Linked DNA regions of Oryctolagus cuniculus: region 1 is linked to region 2. The links are chromatin contacts, called in public Hi-C maps. All regions are on one chromosome and are shown on one strand. Each heading gives the region's core, a stretch centred on a gene start, on an enhancer-like site or on the middle of the called end of the contact. The rest is flanking DNA. Distances are from core to core; before and after follow the strand shown. Region 1 overlaps TPD52 (tumor protein D52). Region 2 overlaps LOC138849931 (a long non-coding RNA gene).

What was found. Hi-C and Micro-C count contacts between places; a contact is called where the count stands out from the background.
Region 1: a Hi-C map of liver shows a contact between it and region 2, with 5 times the contacts expected there. The contact joins two enhancer-like sites. A contact is called at or near these places in 2 of 6 Hi-C or Micro-C datasets (liver and psoas muscle).

What each region holds. Positions count from the first base shown.
Region 1 is chr6:105,606,169-105,611,384 of mOryCun1.1, forward strand. TPD52 (tumor protein D52) reads right to left here. Exons shown (of 5, transcript NM_001082360.1): 5 at 4,457-5,216. Among named protein-coding and RNA genes, the nearest start is that of TPD52, 24 kb to the right of the region's middle. Within about 2 kb of position 1,688, at least 8 of the 8 cell types and tissues checked have an H3K27ac peak or open chromatin away from gene starts, as enhancers often do.
Region 2 is chr6:105,363,836-105,369,941 of mOryCun1.1, forward strand. The region is part of intron 1 of LOC138849931 (a long non-coding RNA gene); the gene reads right to left. Among named protein-coding and RNA genes, the nearest start is that of HEY1, 57 kb to the left of the region's middle. Within about 2 kb of position 3,071, at least 4 of the 8 cell types and tissues checked have an H3K27ac peak or open chromatin away from gene starts, as enhancers often do.

The DNA.
Region 1 (5,216 bases), core at 438-2,937, 240 kb after region 2:
GTAACAGCTGAATATGCTTCATCTCCATTTAGTAGATGTTTTCTAGACCGTGATAAGGGGAGAACAACTGTTCAGGGAGACTCATGCGTCCTGAGTTGGACTGAGCATATTTGATGGATATTCTGGAACCTCTAGAAAACACCCCGGCCACCTCCTAGAAAAACTGAGCAGCCCTATTAGAGCTGTCTTGAAAAGGAAGGAGAATCCTGGGCACTCTTAAAATACCTTGGTTGTTTCCTTCATTAAACAAACATTTATCACTACTTAACATGTTGAAATTCCAAAGCATGGGAGACTTTTTGATGTGATGCAATAATTTCATTCTTGCTATAATTAACTCAGCAATTGAAATTTATTCTCTGGGAGTTTCTGAAGCTGTGTGGAATGTGGTATTATGGTGGGAGTGGGTGAAAAAAGTTGGAGAGAAACAAGGAAATTCCTTTCCTTTATAAATATTTGGAGGAAGAGCACTGAACTGTATTTATGTTTCCTACCTCACTGTGCTCAATCCTCAAAGCACTAAGCAAGAATGGATCTAAAATCCCTTAGATGTCATCAAGACAATCACAGCTATTCTGCTGAGTGACATATGCCTGCCTCCCCTCCAAACATCCATATTCTAATCCCTAGAATGTATGAATAAATTAACTTCCATGGCAGAAGGGAATTAAATTACAGGTGAAATTAAGGTTGCTAATCAGCCTAAAATGGAGAGATTATCCTGTATCACCAGGGCAGGCCCAGTGCAATTGTAAGGGACTCCCAAAGTAGAAAAGGGAGGCAGAAGAGATGTTACAGTGATGTGGTAAGAGGACTCAGCCTTGTTGCTTCCGAGTCTGAAGTCAAGGAATGGGATGGACTCAGATTGGAGCAGGAAACACAACTTTCTCAGAACCTACAGAAAGGAACTCTGTCAACATCTTGATTTTAGATCAGTGAGACATCATCAGACTTCTCATCGGCCTAGAAACAATACATTTGTGTAGTTTAAAGTCACTAAGTTTGTGGCAATTGGCTACAGAAGAAAATGGAAAATATACCAGGCTTCTTCTAATCCTGGGGTTTCAGGACAATTTAAACCACAGTAGGTACTAAAATGACCCTACGATATAGGACTCTCTCAGTCTGTGTACTGTTTGGAACTACTCTCCAGGGAGATAAACACAGAAATGGAGTCTATTTTTACGTAACCCAATTTCACATCTGTTGTATCTACTTTTAGCAAATCAAGCTTGTAGGCTTATTTTTCCCATTTTGTTTATCTAGAAATTTTAATATTTTACCAAAGTACTGGTTGAGACAAGTGGAAATTTTATTTCTTTAAAAAGGTGAAAGATTGACGGAATATATCACTTGCCAAAGATCGTGAAGACAGTAATTCTTTCATCTACCTGCTAATTAAATACTCAGGAGGTACTGTGCAGAACAGCACTGAGCGGACCCTGCAGCTCCCAACCTGAGTTCCGTCTGCCCGCGCCCGACAGGCCAGCAAAGGAGAGCGGACAGGGCCGGTCCAGCACGTGAATGCCACACAGGAGCACAAGGAGTGGAGGAAGGCCAGCAGCCACACGCTCGGCTCCCAGCAACCGGCCAGGGGGCCACCATTCGCCAACTCCACCGCCCACCCCTCTGCTCGCGGCTCCAGCCCCACGCCGTGCCCAGCCCTGCCCCACCCACCACGTCGCCGGCGTAGCCCCACCCCGAAGCCGGGCCCCGGCTTCCCGCGGCGTGAAGGCGGCTCCCGCGAGGGCTCACCAGCTTGGGCTCCGCCTTCCGCTGCAGCTCTGAGTGTCGCTCTAAGGCACTCGCAAAGCCGCCAGGACGCAGCCTGTGTGCCGTGGAGTCGGAATCGCCGCTGTCGGAGCCGCTCTCAGTGCTTGCGCCTCGAAAGGGCCGGCAGAAGAGAAAGACTCGCAAGAAATGGCTCTCGGCAGCCACGGAACGGGTCCGACACAGCGCCGCCATGACGCCTTCACCTCTGACCTTTGGCCTGGCTTCCGCAAGCGTGTGGGTCACGGGGCGGGGCGGCGAGCGGCCCGCCCACCTGCCGCGGAGCTCGGCCGGTTGTTGAAGGGCGTGCTCAGTCCGGTGCTGAGACGGAGCGCAGGGCTGAAGAAACTTGAAAGCTGAAATTGGGCCCCTTAAGCGTTGGTGGTGAGAAGTCCTCGAAGCGCCTTTAACTCGCAGGAATTTTGCCTTCTAGGTACCCGGTGGTCCTTGCCCTACGGTGTATTTTGGTAACGTGACACTTGGTGTTCTGTTTGTCCCAGAGGGCAACAAGGCTCTGCCCGCACACCTACGGGGGTCTTAGCCCAAATAGGAGGGTCTGCTTTACTGCTGTTTACTTTCGGACCCCCCCCCCCCCGCACACACACGCCATCCGGCTTCTCTGCTCTCTTCCATGTTACTTCGTGATACGTCCTACGGCTGGTCTGAAATGCTCGCCCAACTTTGTAAACTCCTTAAGGGCAAGGACTTTGCTTTTCTTGGACCCTTGACACCAGGCTCAGTAAACACCTGTGAAACCCCGGACCCAAGTTTGTCCTTTGCCACTTCTACATCCAGTTCAGCCATGTTTCAGAAATTGTGTTGAGCCATCTGGTCACCGCTCGGTAGCTACTATCCCTGCTCTAAGGGAGTTGGGGGATCTCGGAACATGCCTGGACACTGTACCATCACAGACCCCACTTTTCAGCCTTCTCCCTTTTTTTCTCCCAGTGTTTATTCCCAGAATGTGCCCACCCCCTTCAAATCCAAACTTGAGGGAGTGTTTTTCTTTTTTCTTAAGATTTATTTGAACGGCAGAGTTAGATCTTCCATCTGCTGATTTATTTCCCAAATAACCAGGCGCGATAGCAGGGAGCTGGATAGTAAGTGGAGCAGCCCAGATTCAAACCTGTGCTCCCATTAAAGATTCTAGCACTGCAGGCCTCGGCTTAACTGGGGTTGCCACAAGGCCAGCCCCATACGCCTTACACTGCATCTTCTCTGGCCCATGCAGAAAGTAGTCACTTAGTTAATGCCTCTTGGTAGCCAGTGTGTAGCAGTTTTGTTTTGTTTAAAGATCTATTTATTTGAGAGGCAGAGAGAGAGAAGGGGGGTGGGGTCTTCTCTCTGCTGGTTCACTCCCCAGATAGCCCCAACAGCCGGAGCTGCGCTGATTCAAAGTCAGGAGCCAAGAGTTTCTTCTGGGTCTCCCACGAGGGTGCAGGGGCCCAAGGACTTGGGCCATCTTTTACTGCTTTCCCAGGCCTAGCAGAGAGCTGGATCGGAAGTAGAACAGCTGGGACTCGAACCGGCGCCGGCTATGCCACAGCGCTGGCCCCAAAAGTTTTGATTCAGTAAAGCTGCTTCGGGTTCTTTACCAATCCAGGAGATGAAGGGTTTAGAGAGAAGCTGAAGAACGAAACTGCTTGCCCCTTTCCTCCACAGACATGTATACAAAAGAACCCATACCCAAATTATAGAATTTTTATTGTTTTCAGGTACTATGCAAAGAAAAAAAATACAGTTGTATATCTTAACAGATCCAAAAACAAGTATTTTTTTCTCTATTTCCAAAGTTACTTTGTTGTTAAGGTGATAATCCAACTGAGTTCTCCTCCATCGATTACTTTGTTCTCATAAGCACAGTATTTCTTGCTTAATTTTTCACCAACTCCATAAATTAAGAACATTCCTTTTTGTAAGAAGAGATTTTCTTCACGCATATTTTCCTTCCATTAAACTTCTCAAGTATCTGGTATTTGACTCATTGTTTTCTTGTATTGTTAACTGCAACACAATAGAGTAACCAATCAATACCTCTTTCAAATATTCCTATCAATTACTATGTTCTAAATTTCTAAATATCTGTGAATTCACAGTATTGGATATGCCACTAAGGCCATTTTGAATAATGTATTTTTCTAAATTCATTCTTTTTACTACTTTTTTAGGAGGCAGAGCACAGTAAAATTGAGGTTAAGTATAGGTAGATGTCTAGAAAAGTAACTCCAATTTCTTTCATAACCATCCCACTTCCTACTCCAACTCTCTCATTTTTCCCCAGATAGGCAGTAAAGAGATTTGAGGATATTTCACTCAACTGAAGAAATTTCCATCTTACTCCATTTTGCCTTGTTGGAAACACAGTAACAGCAGACAAGGACACCCAAAAAATAATGTGATAAAAAGATGTTGGAATAAAAAAATTAAAGACTAATTGGTAGAAAAAATAATTTAACAGTTATAGTAAGTAATCAAAATGTTTCTGTTAAACAGACCAATTTCTACAGATCTCCTCTAAGACAATGTTTCAGCAGCTTTTGCTGCAAAGCCTCTGCTTAGAATGTGATTTAAACTGGATGGTTAAGAAAAAAAATTTTAAGTATAAACACCAGCTGATTTTTTAAGTATAAAATACAACAAGTTGTTTGCAGACCACTGGTCTCATAATAAATATTGAGACCTATACTACTGATATACAGAATTTATTAAGCTTTTTACATGTCAGAGAGCATAGTTTAAGATGCATCCAAAGTGCTAACAAAGTTCCAGCAGTCAGAAATGATAACATGGTATTACATGACAATCAACACTGTAGCATTTCCAATTTGGTTTTCACAAGATAATTTACCCTGAAATAAATCTAGTCATGCTTTAAAAAAAGAATGCTTTAGGTCACTCCAGTATTGGCAATTAACGTTTTCATAAACAATAATCAAACAATCACAACTTGATAAATAACAAATATAACATTGTTAGCCCTACACGCACAGCGTAAGGAAAAGTGAGTCACTGGAGTACCTTGGCCTCTGTGCAGATACATGCACAGGCTGTGATCCCTTCAACCCTGGCGACCGCTCTGCAAAGTAGGTGCAATGTCTACAGTATAATCTTATCATTTCTAACACATAGAAAACAAATAAGGACAAAATGATGAGTTGATTTTTATTAATGCACTACAGCCTCAGGGATTAAAACCAACTGCTCAGTATACAAAATTTTCAAGTTATATTAGTCATAGAACTTTGTGTGCTTAGTTAAAAGGGTGCTAAATAGATTACCTGAACACAGCAATGTTGTCCCTAATGGCACTGATTTTAGCATTTTTATAGCTAACCAGAGCTTAAAAAAAAAAAAACTTTCAGGTTTTTGAATTGAACATCCATGACAGTACACATATTTCAACTTACTGATAATACAGTATGCTTGATCCAGACTGAATTTTGTCA
Region 2 (6,106 bases), core at 1,821-4,320:
GGCTGTTGTAGTCATTTGGGGAATGGACCAATGCTTGGAAGATTCATTCTCTCTTTCTCTCTCTCTCTCCCATTTTCAAATAAATAAGTAAATAATATTTTAAAAGAATAGCCAAGGTTTGTGATTGCAGTCCTCCAAATAGGGTCATTCTGTTACATACTCATTCGGTGATCTGAGGTAGACATTCTACTGGGCAAGGAGAAAAAAAGACTGAGCAACATCACCCCTCTGCCCAGGGACTGCTAGGACTCCTTTGTGACTTCCTGGTGGGAGATGATTTGCATGTGTACTTAACTTTAGTTGAAAATATATTTTGAAAGTATCCCTCAAGAATTAACTTTTTAAAGAAAATCTAATTGTTTTGAAGAAAGTAAACAGCTTTATCACTTATACATAACCAATAACAGGTAAATATGGGGAGAGAGAATAAAGAACAGAAAAGGGTGTATTCCTTGGGAGTGAGATGAACCTGGGAGTACCGAAGGAGGGGGCAGAGCCAACTTCCTAGAGATGCCTATGAGACCTAATTTCAGGATGCGGTACATATATCTCCTGGCATAGCATCTGGATGCAGTAGTCACTCAGCAAACATCCATTCTTTTTTTTCCCTACCTCTGAGCACAAGTCACATTTAAGATAGGCGTGAGTGCTGAGAGTCCTTGCAAAGCATCAATCCTCCTGCACTGAGAAGCCTTCTAGTGGCTGATCTGGCTTTGGTTCTTCCTGACATTCGGTAGAGCAGTAATCTCAATGTTGGCGCTTAAACCCTCGAACCCTTAAATCCCGCATCAGAAAAGTGAGAGAAATGCTACCTATATCTCTGGGTTGCCATAAAGATTACTTGAGATAAAATATGTAAAGTCCTGATTACATGAATCCTGCATCAATAATAGCTACCATTTAATGTAAATAAATATCATCCCCAATTTCTCTGCTTCAGGAGGTCAGCTTACTTATCAAAATTGGATTTTGTTGGAGCAAAACATGCCTGTAATTTGCAACCAGACATCAGCTTCAGAAAGGAGAACGATGGGATTTTGGCATCTTTGTTATTTTTCAAGATGCATTACAACTAGCACCTCTGCCCCAAGAACCCGCCCTATCCTGGCAGAAATGGGTTTGCACCGCTACCAGCTGGTACACACTCTTCCCATGAGATCCAAATATTGGTCCAGATCTGACTTCATTATCCAGTAGGCTTACCGAGCGCTAACCAGACTGCAAGCTCTCCAAGGTTCTCATTTATGATGTTCTCTCTGCGTGCATACGTCCTCTCAGAGCACTATCCTGGGACGACTCACTTTGGGACCAGGGACTCAAGGAACAGACCCCTCAGTGGGCCAGCCATACTGCACCCTCTGCACAACCACGTGGAGCCGTGCCGCTCTGGGCTTTACCCTGCCTGCTTTGGTTTCTCCTCTCCCGGTTGTTGTTTTCCTGGAGTTGCATGAGTCAAACAGCCAGGCTCCACCGTGGCGTAGCAGACAGAAGACAGCGCATTTTCCCTTGCAGAGTCTATGATTGAGGGAAGCCCATGCCACCCCCCCCTTTAAAATTAGCTTTCATTTAAAGCAGTAGTTGTTCAAACTAGGAGAGTTTTAGACTCTGAAAACCCTGCTGGAGAGTTAAGGGCACCCTTCCTGGGGCTGGGAGAAATGCATGATTATTTTTTTACATAATGATCCCATGTCAGATGACTCACAGACTCCCCGCAGGCTCTCCCTGAAGGCTTTTGCACGTCTGTCTCATCTAAGGGAATCCAGTGCAACACCTGAGTTCTTGACAAGATGCTAATTGTCTCTTTTTATGAGTCACCAGAGACATGCAGCCGAGAGGGGCACTCCTAAGAATGTAAACACTGAGTGAGTCAGATGCCGCACAACGAACTCTGCCTTTGCTCTGGGTGTCGCTCACCGCAGAGGGGGTGATCCTGCAGCCCACGGCGGGGGGGGTGGGGGTATCCTGGCAGGTTTCCTTGGGCCCCCGACAAGGCTCAAAACTCCAGAAGTTTCTCGGTCCAAGAGAAGGAGCACTGAGCATGGAGCACACAGTTGTTTTGGGGTCATTTTTTTTCATCATCAGCAGCTGCAGGCTCAAAACTCTTGTGCCAACCGGAAGATCGGGGAGCAAGGCGCAGCCTCGGGGGTTGTTTTCTGCCCGGTTCTGAGGAAGCTGCTGTAGGAATTTTTGCCTCCAGCCTCTTGTTGAGTGACAGGGAAAGAAACAAGGATCACTTGAAGGCTCCCCAATTCAAATGGCCTGTACAGAATGCCGGGCCCTGGCTGCCCTGCAGAAAGCCACTCTGGTGCCAGCTTAGGGAGCGAATGTGTCCTCCCCCACCCCGCCCCCCGCCCCAGTCTCCTGGAAAGGCCTCCTCTCTTCCCCCTGCTGAGGGGCTGGATTTCAAAGCAGCTGACTTCTTGCTCTTTCCAATCCCACTGCAAGTGTTCCCGTTTTAATTCTGAGACTTTTCCCCCCAATTTTCCATTCCTCTGATGCTTGCCCGGGAAAGCTGGCAGCTTGCAGCCCTGCAATGGCATCAGATTATTAAGCAGAGAATGGGAATTCGAGGAAGCTTTCTCAGCAATGGCGGCGGTGGAGGCGGCAGCCGCAGCAGCAGCACAGTTACGGGCTTGAGAGCTCGCGTTGCATGTTAATGAAATGCAATAAAACATCAAACCCTAAAGGTACCGGTGAAAGCCACCCAAATCCCTCCTGGAGTTTGGCTTCTGCAGCTGTGGATCTAACAGTTCCATGTTTGCCCCCTGCTCCCATAGCCACAGGCTTCCTCCTGTACAGACGCACACAGCCTCACTCCCAAACCAGGTGTGTTTGCAGCAGTGACGGCCCCATCTTTCCCTGACACCATGGAGCCTTCCAGTCTAAAACCCCGGAATCTGGAGCCAGGGGGAGAAGTAGACAGTAATTAAGTTAGCTGTGAGCCGCCTGGGGTATTTCATCACAGCTGCCTGCCTCTGTCTCCCCAGCAGCCCTCCCACATCTTCCTACGGAGGACCGGCTGTGTGCGCGCAGGAGGTGCTGTTTCCCACAGCTCTGATCTAATTCCGCTGAAATTCAATCTCCGTGTGACCAACCTCAGCCGGCGCTCTCCCACCCGCCGCCGGCCTCCCTTCTGCAGGCTGTGCGCGCTGCCCATTTACCCCGTCAATCCGGCAGCCTCCGCTCCACCAGCCCCTGGGTATACACTTACGGTGTCAGCGGGCCAGCCTTGGGGGCCTGCCTGCTGCCCGGACGCTCACCCCGTGCTCCGAGGGGAGACACCCTATACCTGCCACTCAGCGGCTTGAATGGGGCTCCTGAGTTACCGCAGGAGAAAAGGCAGCCGAGCCAGCCAAGGCTGAGAAACCGAAACAGATGTAAAAGACATCAGGCTGGGTTTTGCATGGATCTTCAGCGCCCAGAAAGATTTATGGCCCCTTTCAACCCTCTTTTAACATCCGTTGAACCGTGCTCGTTGGATGATGAGGGCACAAGACTGGCAGTCGTACAGACACCAGAGCTGCAGGGCATGCCCTGGGGTCTGTAGACCCTGGCTTCCTCTCCATGTCCATTTGTCCCGCTGTGTTTGGTGGGGGGCATTCCTCAACCCACTCTTCAGAACTCTGCGTCCCCAGAGAGCCCAAAGCTGCCAGTGGCTTTGACCCTAAACAGCCTTCCATTTGCTTATTTTTTTTTTTTTTTTTGACAGGCACAGAGTGGACAGCAAGAGGGAAAGACAGAGAGAAAGGTCTTCCTTTTCCTTTGGTTCACCCAATGGCCGCTTCGGCCAGCGTGTTGTGGCTGGTGCACCGCGCTGATCCGAAGCCAGGAGCCAGGTGCTTCTCCTGGTCTTCCATGCGGGTGCAGGGCCCAAGGACTTGGGCCATCCTCCACTGCACTCCCGGGCCACAGCAGAGAGGAGCCACGGGGACAGAATCCGGCGCCTGGACAGTGACTAGAACCCAGGGTGCCAGCGTCGCAGGTGGAGGATTAGCTTAGTGAGCCATGGTGCCGGCCCTTCGTTTGCTTCTATACCTTCCTACCCAACGAAGAAACAGTAAAGCTCTTATAGAAAGGTAGAGATGCAGGGGGCCAGCACTGGCCAACCATGCAAGGGCCTTGGCATTCTTTTGGTCTAATTGTTACCTAATCATGTTATACAGGATCAGGCGCACTTTCCTCTCCACTGAGAAAGCTTTGAACTTGGCTTAGCATTTCCTGCAAGAGGAGGATTCCTACCTTGGGGCTGGAGGCACAGGAAGGCAAAGGTTTGTGAGAGTCTTTTTACAAGCTCTAGGCAGTGAAAGGCAAGGGGGTTACAAAGGCATCGTAATTAGGAATGATGCGTTGAGGCAGGCCAGCACCTCTGGAACCTGACCCTGCTCGTCTCGGACTGCCGCAGAAACATGGGAAATTCAACCTGACTTCAGCACCTGAGCACCCAGGCTGTTTCCCGAGGGATGAATCCCCGTGGCCTTTCGATCTCTCAGACGCTCTCTGCACCCAGTGGGTAGGTGACAGGCAGAGTCACGCCTTCGGTTTTTATTATGATGATTTTAAAGAGCAATATAATTTGCATGAAAAGATTCCTTGTGTTACCAACCAACCTTGTGTTACCTGGTTCTCTTGACGCACAGATAAGACCAGGCAGGTGAGCTGGAAAGTGTTCCCCTCACCTCCGCCAGCCACCTGGACTCTCAAAGCTCAGTGTCCACGTGGTGGTGGGACCGCTCCGTTTGTTGTTTGCATTCTGTCTGACAGGGCAAGTTTAGAGACTGCCGTATGCCCCCTTCTTTTTTTTTTTTTTTTTCTTTTCTCATTTTGGACAGTGAGTAGTATGACCATCAGTAAGAGAGGAAAGGCCCCAAGATTTAAAAAAAAAAAAAAAAAAGGAAAGTTTTTTTTTAGCTTCTGGTCACGGTTAGGCTGTGTCATGGGGGAGAGGCGCCACAGAACACAGCAACAGGGTTTGGGGGGGAGGAGACCCTCCCCTGCCAGGGGGAAGGGCATATTCCCGCAGCCAAGCTCTGAAGTCGTCCTGAGAAAACTGCCCAAAACGTTAACACATCAGTCTTCAGGAAACAAGCCTGCCTTTTACCGACTTAATTTCATATAATTATTTCAGGGTTTGAGTCTTTACAAGAAAGAGGGAGTGGAGGGAAAAGATCAGAAAATTGAAGGGGATGCACAGAGGAGGAATGCGATTCCCTTTGTTCTGAGGATCCCCGTTTCTCCCCGGGTGCCCAGGGTTCCACTGGCGCTTTCATCTTTCAGAAGCCAAGCAGAGCACACTCTGCAGCCGCGTGCGGAGCGGCTCCCGCTTGCAGACGCTTTAATAAAGCCTCCTCTTGTGTCCCGGATCCCAGAACAGCAAACCTGCAGTGACACGAGGCTGGAAGACCCGCTGTCCGCCCTGACTCCTGACTCCTGAGTCCTGGTGTAGTTGGCACAAATCATTAAGTGTCACGAGCCTCAAATCCGTCTTCAGTGTGGAGTAACGATGGCTCCCCTGCCCAACACAGAGGGTTATGGGTAGGAAAACGCCTGGGAAAGCTGACAAGTGTTATTCTCACTATAATAAAGTTTACTCATTAGGAGGATTCTGCAAGCACAAGGGTACTTTATAAACCCTCTTGGAACATGAAATTCAAAGGTGAGTTTAGGGGAGGAAATGTTTGGTCCAGAGGTTAAGATGCCTGTGTCCCATGGGGCTGGCTCTGTGGCATAGAAGGATAAACATCTGTCTTTGTTGCCGGCATACTATGTAGGTGCCAGTTCGAGTCCCGGCTGCTCCACTTCAACTCCAGTTCCTTGCTGAAGGCCCGGGAAATCAGTAGAAGATGGATCAAGTGCTTGGTCCTCTGCACCAGCGTGGGAGACCCAGAAGAACTCCTGGCTCCTGGCTCCTGGCTTCAGATTGGCCCAGCCTTGGCCACTGCAGCTATTTGGGGAGTAGACCAATGGATGGAAGACTTTCCTCTCTGTCTCTCCCTCTCTCATCTGTAACTATGCCTCTCAAGTAAATAAATAAATATTTTTTTTAAAAAAAGATGCCCCTGTCCCACATCAGATAACCTGGTTCCTATTTCCAGCTCGACTCCAGCTC